2 separate regions of the Sus scrofa genome follow, and region 1 is linked to region 2. The links are chromatin contacts, called in public HiChIP or PLAC-seq maps. All regions are on one chromosome and are shown on one strand. Each heading gives the region's core, a stretch centred on a gene start, on an enhancer-like site or on the middle of the called end of the contact. The rest is flanking DNA. Distances are from core to core; before and after follow the strand shown.

The links. HiChIP or PLAC-seq counts read pairs in DNA pulled down with a chosen protein or histone mark.
Region 1: an H3K27ac HiChIP or PLAC-seq map of alveolar macrophages shows a contact between it and region 2. The contact joins the promoter of KLHL36 here to the promoter of USP10 in region 2.

Annotation. Positions count from the first base shown.
Region 1 is chr6:4,076,563-4,082,902 of Sscrofa11.1, forward strand. KLHL36 (kelch-like protein 36) reads right to left here and starts at 3,621. Exons shown (of 5, transcript XM_021093726.1): 1 at 3,471-3,621; 2 at 457-535. The coding sequence starts at 516.
Region 2 is chr6:4,038,721-4,044,886 of Sscrofa11.1, forward strand. USP10 (ubiquitin carboxyl-terminal hydrolase 10) reads right to left here and starts at 4,819. Exons shown (of 14, transcript XM_021093724.1): 1 at 4,683-4,819. The coding sequence starts at 4,703.

The DNA of each region.
Region 1 (6,340 bases), core at 2,371-4,870, 37 kb after region 2:
CCCCGATTGCTCCCAGGGTCCCCGAAAGTCACGAGCAGGGAAAGACTCCCTCGGGGCCCTTAACATCCGGGTATGCGAAGTGCTGCCCCGCCACAAGGATGGGGGCTGGCTTCTCCATGGACACCTCAAAAATGCCACGGAGGTGTCCGTGGAGAAGGCAGCCCCCACCCTTATGGCATCTACCCTGTCCCATGGCCTCTACCCTGTCCTGCAGACCTCTTAGAGGCACGGTGCAGGGTAAACGAGGCGGGCTGTGTTTCAAACAGCCCGCGCACCCCCCACTCCCACTTGCTCTGATTTTACGACTCTGCCACTCCTAGCCTGTGCCACTTCTGGGGCATCATTAAGGAGATGAATACTGCCACCAAGAACCGAAAATGAGCCTGTGAATACGAATGAGCTCATGAGAAAGAGCTCACGCAATGTGCCCAGGCGGCGAGCGACCCATCCACAGACCTTTGACGACTCGCTGATCTTGTACGGCCGAGACACTCGCGTCTGCCGGCTTCCTTCCATGATAAAGGAGACGGCAGCCCTGCAGGAAGAACAGGACTTCTGAGCGTGGAGCAGTAACTCTAGATCATGCACGAATCGCTGGCTCTGCTGGCAGGCATCAATGGCAGCAAGAGCGACACGACCACCCGCAGCAAAGGAGAGAAAACTGTACCGCGGACTCTCTTAGGCTGAGAGCTTTTAACACATGTTCCGTCTCACCTACAATCCCACCGCATCGTGTGTCTTAGCCCCCCTCCTACAAATACCTACCTTTCGACGCCTGATCGCAACAGGGCCTTTTCCACAGATCAGGATGACAATGACAAGAGTCACCGTTTCAGAGCCCAGATGGGGGCCTTAAGGGGTGGACAAGCACCCCATCATGGAACTCCCACAACTACCCGGCCAGGCTGATGCCACTGACACCACCGTTACGCACGAGGACGTTGAGCTCAAGGTCACAAAACTAGTGGATGGTGAGGAAGCCAATCGGAATCCGTCCAGCTTCAAAAGTGGACAGACACGGGCCCTTCCCCAGGATGCTCTATGAACACGGTCCAGTCTTGGAGAGACTAACATTTCATGAAGTCAAGAATGCAGCGCCGTCACGCCTACCAAGCATCAAATATGGTGTAGACCCAGGCACTGTCTTAAGTGCTTTTCCGTCGTCACGGGTTTAATCCCCACCACAACCCTAGGAGGCCTGAACTGCCACCATCCTCCGTTCACAGAGGAGGAAGCTGAAGGCAGTAAGGGGAAGTGACTTGTCGATCGAGCGTTACACACAGGAAAGAGAGGCAGAGTTAGGATTTTTTTCTTTTTTTTGGTCTTTTGTCCTTTTTAGGGCCGCACCCTGGGCATTTCGAGGTTCCCAGGCTAGGGGTCTAATCAGAGCTGTAGCCACCGGCCTCCGCCACAGACACAGCCACGCCATCTCTGAGCTGCGTCTGCGACTTACACTACAGCTCGTGGCAACACTGGATCCTTAACCCACTGAGTGAGGTCAGGGATCAAAACCGCAACCTCATGGTTTCTAGCCGGATTCATTTCCGCTGAGCCACGACAGGAATGCCTCTTTTTTTTTTAATAAGATTTTTTTTAATTTATTTTTTATTTTTAGGGCATATGGAAGTGCCCGGGCTAGGGGTCGAATCTGAGCCACATTTGTGAACTACACCACAGCTTTTGGCAATGCCAGATCCTTAATCCACTGAGCAAGGCCAGGGATCGAACCCACATCCTCATGGATACCAGTCAGAGTCTTAATCCTCTGAGCCGCAATGGGAACTCCGGATTTAGGATTTCAACCTAAGGAGGCTTTCATGCTCTTAACCCTTAGGCTCTTCCACCTGGCCTTTAAAAAAAAAAAAAGTGCTCACAGGCAGGAAACTTTGGCTGGGGACATATGTCCCACCACAAATATCCAAGATAAACTTGAAAAGGCAAGTTAACCTCTCTAGACTTCAAGGTTGAGTTTATGGAGTGGGCTGGTGTAGCAGGCAATGTTAAAAGTTTCTTCCAGCTTTGAAATGCCAGGCAACTCACTAAGAGCACTGAGCTGGGCTATGGGGGACCTCGGAGGATGGGAGCACACAGAGAAAGGATGAGGCCAGCAGTGTGGGCACGGGTCACAAACTGGCACTGACGGTTTGAGAAGGAATTTTTCTGAGTTGAGAAGAGTCAATCTGTCACCGAGTGAACACTTTGTTGATAGAAAATCATGTGACAAGCAGTCAGCACAGTGTCAAGACAATCAGGGACACACAGAGGTGGTGGCAGTGTCCCCCCTGGAGGAATAAAACTGGGCACAGTCCATCCTGCCGACTTCCTGGGGGAAGGAAAGGACAACCAGATTTCTCTGGACCAATCAGCAACTCTGTGACAAAGACCAGCCGCCCCTGCCCCTGTCCTTTCTGACTCCCCCTCGGATGCTGAGGGGGCTCAGAGAGGGGGGATGGGAAGGACCCGGGCCTCCTTGCGCTGCCTCCTACTCACCCCTAACTTCTCTGTTTCACCTGCATCCTCTAAGACAGGTACCACCATTGTTTCTGACATCCAGGCTCAGGTGGCCGTGGGACCCACCCAAGGTCACACAGCAGAAAGTCTCCCTCATCCCAGGCAGCCAGTCAGGGCTCAGGTTTGACCTCAGTGCTAAAAGCTTTCTTGTCTAGGCCAAGATTTCTAGAGAGCGTCTCCCCTTGTGGAGGCTCCCTTTTGTCTGCGGGCAGGTGGTTTGGGGCCAAGGGCTACAGGAGTGTTGGGTGTCAGCTGCTTCCATGCTTGCTGAAAGCAGGTGACGGGTCAAGGCCATCCGTGGGGACAGCGGCAATCCCCAGTTTGGTGTAAAAAGGTCTTTCGGTAAACACGGGAACAGAGGCCACCTCAGGCCAGGAGGGTCCCCAGGGAGCCTCCTCTTCGGGTTCTTTCCCCGGGTTTCGACCCAGATCCCAGATCCTGCCCGACCTCAGCACTGACGGAGACAGCATCGTTGAGATGGGAGCGGATGCCCGCGGGCACTCACACGTCCCGGGCCTCGCCGGCGGGGTCTCCGGGGACGTCGCTGTCCCTCGCTCGGACCCGGCACCCCCTGGCGGAACTGCCGGTACAACGGCCGCCCGGGCAGGCTCGAGCCGGCTAGGAGGAGGCGGAGGGAGGCGAAGCTGGGTCGCGCCGGGGGCCAGCAACCGCGGCGGGACGCGGGGACACTCAGCTGGGCCGCGCGGGGCTGGCCGCCCAGGCCGCACCTCCACCTGCGGGGGCGGCGGCCCCCTCCTCCCACCCCGCGACCGCCCCTCCGCCCGCCCCGCCGCCCTCCCGCCATCCCCGGAGCACAAAGGGATCCCGGGGGCGGGGCGGGGGCGCAGCTCGCGGGGCCCGGGACCCCGGTGAGGCCGGCCCGCCCCCCGCCCCGGCCCCCGGACGGCGCGCGGCTCCGGCTGGGCCCGGGCAGGAAGGGGGCGCGCGCAGAGGCCCACCTGAGAGGGCGCGCTACGGGCGCGGCGCGGGGAGCCCCGGCGGCGGGGCCGGGCGGGCGGGGCGGCGGGGCCCGGGCGCCGGAGCCCGCAGGCGGGCCGGGTGCGCGGCCATGGCTCCGCCAGGAAGTGCGACGCCGAGGGCGGAGGCGCGCGCGGCCAATGGCGGCGGCCGGGAGGGGGCGGGCTCAGGCGGCGCGGGGGCGGGGCCTGCGCGGGGGGCGGGGCGCGCGGGGGGCGGGGCGGGGCGAGGGCTGGGTCCGCGCCCACACTTGGCGCTCAGCCCTGGGCTGCCCCCGGCTCGGTCGCTGCCTGGGCGCGCCACACACGGTCACGCATCGCGAAATGCGTAGTGGGGGTCGCCCGCCATTCCAGGCATAGGGACACGGAGCGGACGGGACGGGCACGGTCCCAGGCCTGGGGGGAAGTGAGCGGCTGGCCGAGACCTGAGCGCTGGGAGGTGACAGCGCAGTGGCATCTTCCAGCCATCACCTCCTTCCAGTCTTAGGTCCAGTCTTAGGGCGAAGGTCCCCTGCATGCACCCTAAGGCGAGGCCTTCGCCTACTCCTCTGTTTAAAGTCACATTCTCTCTCTTCACTTCCAGCTTTACGTTTCATTTAGCCTTACCATTGTATAATCTTCTGGATCTTTTTTTTTTTTTTTTTTTTTTTTTTGTCTTTTTGCCTTTTCTAGGACTGCTCCCTTGGCATATGGAGGTTCCCAGGCTAGGAGTCCAATCGGAGCTGTAGTTGCCCGCCTACGCCATAGGCGCAGCAACGCGGGATCCCAGCCGCCTCTGCGACCTACACCACAGTTCACGGCTACGCTGGTCCTTAACCCACTGAGCGAGGCCAGGGATCGAACCAGCTACCTCCTGGTTCCTAGTCAGATTCGTTAACCACCGAGCCACGACGGGAACTCCCTGGATCATTTTCTTATTCATTTGACTTATTGACCCTCTCCCCCACTAGAAACCCTCTAGGGCAGCAGTTACCTTTGGTTTTATTCCTAGCTGGGCCCCCACCTAGTAGGTGCTCAGCAGAGTGAATAAATTTAACCATCACAGATCTATCATGGTCAAACTTACACTACAGCATGGATGAACCTTGAAAACATAATAAGTGAAAGAACACTACGTAAAAGGACATATATTGCATGATTCCATTTATGTAAAGTTTCCAAAGTAGGCAAATCCAAAGAGCCAGAACTTAAATTAGTGTTTGCCCAGGACCGGTGAGTTGGGGTGAAATGTGGTGGTTGTTAAATATGAAGGGATTTTTTGAGTGTGGTGTAAAAAATGTCGTGAAATTAGGTAGTATTGATGGTTGTGCAACTCTGAATCTATGAAAAACCATTGAATTGTACAATTTAAAAGGGTAAATTGGGGGTTCCCACTGTGGCTCAGCAGTAACGAACCTGACTATTAACCATGAGAATGTGGGTTTGGTCCCTGACCTTGCTCAGTGCATTAAGGATCCGGCATTGCTGTGAGCTGTGTTGTGGGTCGCAGATGCAGCTTGGATCTGGCGTTGCTGTGGCTGTGGTGTAGGCGGGCAACTGCAGCTCTGATTCAACCCCTAGCCTGGGAACTTATATACGCCGTGAGTGCGGGCCTAAAAAAGCAAAACTAAATAAATAAGTAAAAGGGTAAATTGGAGTTCCCTGGTAGCTCAGCAGGTTAAGGACCCAGTGGCCTGGGTTACTACTATGGGCGGCTTCGATCCCTGGCCTGGGAAAGTTCAAGGCCATGGGTGAGGCCAAAACAAAAAACAAAGCCAAGAAAACCCAAAGTTGAATAAAAAATTTCTCGGTCTCCCTGTTTTTCTGTTTCCTGCCTTCTCTGGTAAGGATTGGGAGCGTGCCTTTTTTTGTTTTTTGGGTTTTTTTTTTGTTTTTAGCGCTGCACTCAGGGGTTGAATTGGAGCTGCAGCCACTGGCCTACACCACAGCCACAGCAATGCCAGATCCAAGCCACGTCTGCAACCTACACCACAGTTCACAGCAACACCGGATCCTTAACCCACTGAGCGATGCCAGGGATCGAACCTGAGTCCTCATGGATGCTAGTCAGATTCATTTCTGCTGAGCCAGGAAGGGAACTCCACTTAGGCATATCTTTAAAGCCTTACTTGCACATCCCCCCCTTGACCCCTCCCCCTTGACCCCTCCCCTCCTCGACCCCTCCCCCCTCCTCGACCCCCCTTCTTGACCCCTCCCCTCTCCTTGACCCCTCTCCATCAGCCCAAAGCTAATCCCCCATCTCGTTCTATGTCTGTATCTTGATATGCCAGTCTCCGCTTTTTCATGACTTCACGCACGCCATTCATCAATTCATTGAGCAGACTCTGTGCCAGGTGCTGAGGTGATGCCAGGGATAGAAAGACTCTTTCGAGGATGTTAGGGAGGGTGGTAAACAAGTAAAGGAGCAATTACTCTAACACGGCCAGTCCCGTGTCAGGGACACACTCAGAGTGCTGTGGGCAGGACAGATTCTGTTTCACAGCTTTAGTTAAAGATGTGCTTGGGGAGTTCCCGTCGTGGCGCAGTGGTTAACGAATCCGACTAGGAACCATGAGGTTGCGGGTTCGGTCCCTGCCCTTGCTCAGTGGGTTAACGATCCGGCGTTGCCGTGAGCTGTGGTGTAGGTCGCAGACGTGGCTCGGATCCCGCGTTGCTGTGGCTCTGGCGTAGGCCGGCGGCTACAGCTCCGATTCAACCCCTAGCCTGGGAATCTCCATATGCCGCGGGAGCAGCCCAAGAAATGGCAAAAAGACAAAAAAAAAAAAAAAAAAAAGAGAGATATGGAGAAGGATAGATAGATAGATAGATAGACAGACAAAGATATGTATGCATCTCTCTATGTATATTTTTAT
Region 2 (6,166 bases), core at 3,569-6,068:
CACAATTCTCAACTGAGCAGAAAGGAGTGTCCAGGAAGACATGCTTTAATCCTCTCTCCCTGCTCCAAACCACACTTCCACCCTACAGCTCACCTTCCCTGTTCCCAGGAGAGGGCAGGGCAACCTGAGCTTCAAGACAAGGGGCAGAAGGGAGCTACCGGCAGACAGTTTCTGGTTTCTCGGGTCTTCTGCTGAAAATGGGGTATTGATTGAAAAGCTTTTCCAAACAGAAAGTAGCCCACTCATGAAAAGTCTGTTTTCTGAAGACGCCACATCTAGGTTTATGACAGACTCTACAATTTCTGATCCCTGAAACAAACAGAACTATAAAGCTGCCCCACAGGCTACCGTTATTGTGCCTACACGAGTCCTTAGTCCAGCCTGCGCTGACAGAATCGGCCACAGAAAGACCTATTGGGAGGGCACCTCAATGAACAGGAAAACTGCAGTCCAAGCACATGTCAGTCTTTGGAAATGAACGTTTACACTGCTGAAGTAGCACTAAAGTGACAAATGACAGTAATCCAAGGGCCCAAGGCCAGTAAATTCCATTGCAAACAGATTTATCTGTTTTGTGCCACAGTGATTCTCGCATGTGTGGCAGTAAATAGAACTGTAACAGCCTATTTAGAAATTCAAAAGCAAGGGTTTCCTACTACTTTTCATATTTAGCATATTATCAGGAAGAAGTGTCCTTTAACGCACCACTTGAAAAACCAGATCCATTAATAGCAAGTACCAGCATGTCTGAAATTTGTAAAATCACAAAAACAAAAAATAACCTCGAATGTAACTAACTCAAGCAGAGACCACACAACTTTTCTCAACTACTTCAATATTACATTCTGAGCACAACACACAGTAAAGGTGCCACCAGGCCTAGCATTAAATAATCATTAAGCTCTGTAATTCTCTTCTCCTTTAGGTTTCCCTATGGTGAACAACTATTTGAATCATGCCAGGTCCATGTTAAAAACAGCCCTGGAACAAACGTCCTAAATTTTGCTCTAGAGAGGAATTGAGACTGAGGCGGGTCCACCTATCACCACTGTAATGTCAGTACTCTGTAGTCCCAACAAGACGGACTCCACGGGGTGCATGAGGCCCTGGACAGGGCTCGTCTGCGCTGGGGCTCCGCAGAAACCAGACGCAACTGTCAACTCACAAACTTCAAACAGCACATCTAGTCTGAGGACATGTTTCAGTATGTTGCTGTCACCCCGCAGAGAAAACCGGCCATCTCCAAATAGCCTATGTTTCAAATAATTTCATTTACTTCAGCTGCTCACCATGAAACTCCAATAAAATGTATCTTTTTGGAGAATTACTAATAGGGCTGTCAGTCACAAAGACATACAAGGATACAGTAACACTCTGCCATATGCAGTAAACTGGATACAAAGAATCTCACAGTGTAAACTGTAGGGCCACATTATTGCAAGGTAATGAAGAGCCTAGAGGGAGCACAGACCAGAGCAACCGCAGGCTATCCAAACAGGGTGTACGCAGCACTACTGTAGGGATTTCACTAAAAGCAACCACAAGGATCACAGAAATTTCTTCCGGTTTAGGCAGAATTGGTCAGTTCAAATGAATTATCCCAAATCGTTTAACCAGTTTCCTTGTGAACAAATATTCATAATTAGAGATGTACTTTCACTTCAATTGTCAGAGTTCACCGTTTGTATTTGTTAAACTGTGTTGAAAGCTAATGTCATTAGAAGTGTTTCCAAGTTTTGCACTGTTTCATGTCAACCTAGGCAACAGAGTTCCATCAGTAGTATAGAAATAGCATAGGAGTTCCCCTCACGGCTCAGTGGTTAACGAACCCGACTAGAACCCGACTAGTATCCATGAGGACACTGGTTCGATCCCTGGCCTCCATGTGACCCGGGTGCAGCCCTAAAGAGACCAAAAAAAAAAAAAAAAAAAAAAAAAAAAAGACCAAAAAAATAAAAAGAAAAAAAGAAAAGAAAAGAAATAGGATATAACCTATACAAATGTTTTAACCATAACAAGCTAATTTTAAAATAGGCCCGCTACTGTTAATTTGTGGTTGTCATCTCCAATCATAAACAGGTACCACGCGGCAGTCTGATGGTGCTGTGCACAGACTGAGTGCTCCATCAACACGCGGCCATTAAGGCTGCAGACCCTCAGACAGCAGGTAACTGAATAAAATAAATTCTTTAAAATATTCAGCCTGACTCAAGCAGGATCCAATCATTCAACCATGTTATCGATGTTTTCACTACTATTCTCTTTTTTTTTTTTTTTTTTTTGTCTTTTTAGGGTTGCACCCGAGTCACATGGAGGTTCCCAGGCCGGGGGTCCAACTGGAGCTGGAGCTGCCGGCCTACACCACAGCCACAGCAATGGGGGATCCAAGCCTCGTGCGACCTACACCACAGCTCAAGGCAACCGGACCCTTAACCAACTGAGGGAAGCCAGGGATCAAACCAGCAACCTCACGGTTCCTAGTTGGATTCGTTTCTGCCTCGCCACGACAGAAACTCCTTCACTACTGTTCTTTCAAAAAGAATTAAGAATAATAAAAAAAAAAAGAAATACAAGAAATTATACTCTTTCCTACTTTCTCCAAGCTAGAATTTAAAAGTATTTAAATCATACTTTAAAAGAATAAACCCAAAGTGTTGCTAACATTTAAGTTTACCTTACTTTGCCACTCAATTTTCGAGAAAGATGTGTACAAGCAATACTGCTGTATAAAACATAAATACCTGGAGTTCCCGTCGTGGCGCAGTAGTTAATGAATCCAACTAGGAACCATGCAGTTGTGGGTTTGATCCCTGGCCTTGCTCAGTGGGTTAAGGATCCAGTGTTGCCATGAGCTGTGAGCCGCAGACTTGGGTCTTATCCCGAGTTGCTGTGGCTGTGGCGCAGGCCGGTGGCTACAGCTCCGATTGGACCCCTAGCCTGGAAACCTCCATAAGCTGCGGGAGCGCCCAAGAAATCACAAAAAACAAACAAACAAACATAAATACCAGGACAATGAAAGCAAAAGAAACTACAATCTAGTTTACAGATTATCTCCATTCATTAACACTTCAATCAATTTTGCACTGCAACTGGTGCTTAACAGAAGTGATGGAGTTCCCTTGTGGCACAGAGGGTTAAGGATCTGGCCTTGTCACTGCAGCAGCTGGGTCACTGCTGTGGCACAGGTTCCATCCCTGTCGGGGGAACTGCCCCGCTGCTTCCAGCGCCATCAAAAAGGAAAAAAAAAGTGCAAGTAAATTCTGCCTAAACACGATTTCCCCATTCTAAAATCACTATGAATATCATATTACCCATTCGTGCATAATGAACCTTTACCTATTTTGCAGCTATTTACTTTAAGAGAAAGGCAAATACCAAATGTCTTAAGGGGAAAAAAAAAAAATCTTCCAATTACACATTTGAAAAACTTATGCAACGAAGCCCTTCTTTTATGCAAAGAACTACTTTAAAAGTTGATGTACAAGTGCAGAAAGTTAAAGGCAGCAAGTTGGAGAGCACACTCAAGTGCCAAAAACTTCACAAAACTGCAGGTTCCTGTAAAATTTAATTTTCTGCAATTTTCCTCACTTTAAATTCCACAACACGCATCAGTTACAAGTTATTAAAATCGACTCCATTTCCAAAGAGGCAACAAAAGCCACTTGCTTATACAGGGTTATGATTTACTGGTCGCCAGCCTTCCAATACTTACTTTGTTTCATGCTCGCGGATTTAATACAAAAGCACAATGAGATAGATGATGGAAACTTCGCAATAACTCCTAGGATTAAAAGTCGACAAATCGGCGGTCTACAGCCAGCCGGACAAGTTAATACCACATGCCCATTTTTACTCAAATTCACTGAATTTCGGGGAGTGGGAGAGGGGGAAAAAAGTTCAACTCAACACACAAGTCTCCCTTTTGAAAGCGGCGTTTTACTCTTTCTTTCCACCACGGGATTATTATAAACAACCCCTAAGCCTGACCCACGGCTCTGACAGGGTGCGTTAGGAGTGTCAGCTTGGCGGAGAGGGATTCGTGCAAAAGAAGTCACTCAAAGGCAAGTCAAAGTGCGGTCCCGGCGAGTTATTTCGAGTTTCTTTGCAACTGTAACCTTAAGCTGCTTCTTAGTGACTTGAATCTAAAAGCCAGAAAACCGACAAGCCCCCCCACCCAGGGGTTGATCAAGCTGCGAAAGCAACCCTGGGGGGCACAGGGGAAATCCGGCCACCCCCAAATCTTGGTGATTCGCTCCGGGCCGAGAAGCGAGCTGAGGGCGTGGAAGGTTCTGCCGCCTCGGGGGCCTCCCGAGGCCCCAGGCTGCCTTTCCGGGCGACGAGGGCCCCGGCTGCACCGCCGGCTCGGCCCGCGGGCCAGCCCCGAGGTTAACCCCTTCGCGCCCCACACGCCCGCTCCAGGCGGGCCCCGGCGCCCCCTCCTCGCCGCTCCCCCAAGGCGGGGGCCCGGCGGGCTCCGGCGCCGGGCCGGCCGGGCTGCCGGCGGCCGAGGCGCGGAGGCGGCGGGAGGCCCGGGGCCTAGTCCCGGGCAGCATGTCCCGGCGCCCTCCCCCACTCCCACACGCTCGCTCGGGCCAGGGTGCGGGCGCCCGCCCACCAGCCCCGGGGCCGGCCCGCCCGCCGCTCGGGACGCCTTCCAGCCGAGAGCGCCGGCCAGCGGCTACCTGCGGGTTGCGGAGGGCCATGGCGGCCCGTTTCAATGAGCCTCGGCGCCCGTCCGAGTCCTCACGCTGCTTCCCCCGCCGCCGCCATCTTCTCGCCCGCACATACACACTCGCATCCGCCGCCGCGCCTGCGCACTGACCGCGCGCCGCGGGGCGCGGGGAGGCGGCGCGCCGGGCGCGCGCTGCGCATGCGCGGCCGACAGGTGGGCGTGCAACGCGGGAACCCGGCCCGGGTGGACTCGGGGCCCGCGCACCTCCGCGGAGGCCGGCGGGTCAGCGGCGGACCGGGAGCTCCGGGGCGGGCCGCGCGGCGGGAAGAGAAAACCCTAGCGGGCAGAGCTGACTACGCCAAAGCGCCCAGTCGGCCTGGGTTGCTCACCTGCCCGGAGGCCACCTGGGTGCTGCGCGGGCGAGGAGGGCCGGAGCCCGAGTGCCGCGGCCGGACCTCGGCCCCCGCCGCCAAAGCCTAGGGCCTCCCTGGGCCCGGGTCCCCGACTTGAGGGCCGAAGACCTCAGAGTAGTCTCGGCTTACGGCGGTCACATCCGTCCATTCATTCACTTATTCACTTTTCGTTCATTACCCAAACACTGAGGTGCCATAGGCATGGGAGAATATATTTAGAGATTTAAAAAAAAAAAAAAAAAAAAGGACGGACACATAAAAGCGCCTATGATTGAGGCCTGACAAATAGTGAGCACTAAGTGTCACCCATCACACACATACGTGCAAGTATCCAGACAGACCAGTTTCGGGTCATTGACTCAAGAAACAGTGACCCCTACCTGACCACGCAGTTTACCGCCACCGGCTTTGACCCTCTCGAGCTGAGTGATTCAGGCGAGTTAATTCCCATTCCTAAACCTTTGGTTTCCTTACCTGTGAGTGAAACTAATTTTTTTTTTTTTTTTTTTTTACGGCCGCATCCACAGCATATGGAGGTTCTCAGTCTAGAGGTCAAATCGGAGCTGTAGCCACAGCCACAGACACAGCCCCGCCAGATGTGAGCTGCATCTGCGACCTACACCACAGCTCACGGCAACGCTGGATCCTTAACCTTCTGATCGAGGCCAGGGATCGAACCTGAGTCCTCACGGATGCTAGTCAGATTCGCTTCCGATGAGCCACAACGGGGAAATCCCAATAAAATTTCTAATTTCATAAGATTTCTGTGACTATCAAATGAGAGTGAGCCCACTGGCCAAGAGATCCAACCCTCAATAACAATTAGCTACTGTGACTCCATTATTGTTCTCATGTGCTCAGGGAATACAGCGGCTAGTCTCCAGACTCCACTGCTAAGCAGAGGAGATCAACAGTAAATCCATTACCAGGTTCCATAAGGCAAGGGGCCTGGTCTTTTCAAAAATAGAATGCCTTGGAGTTCCCACTGTTGCTCAGCAGGTTCACAAACACGACTAGCACCCATGAGGAGGCAGGTTCCACCTGGCTTCACTCATTGGGGTAAGGGTCCAGCGTTGCAGTG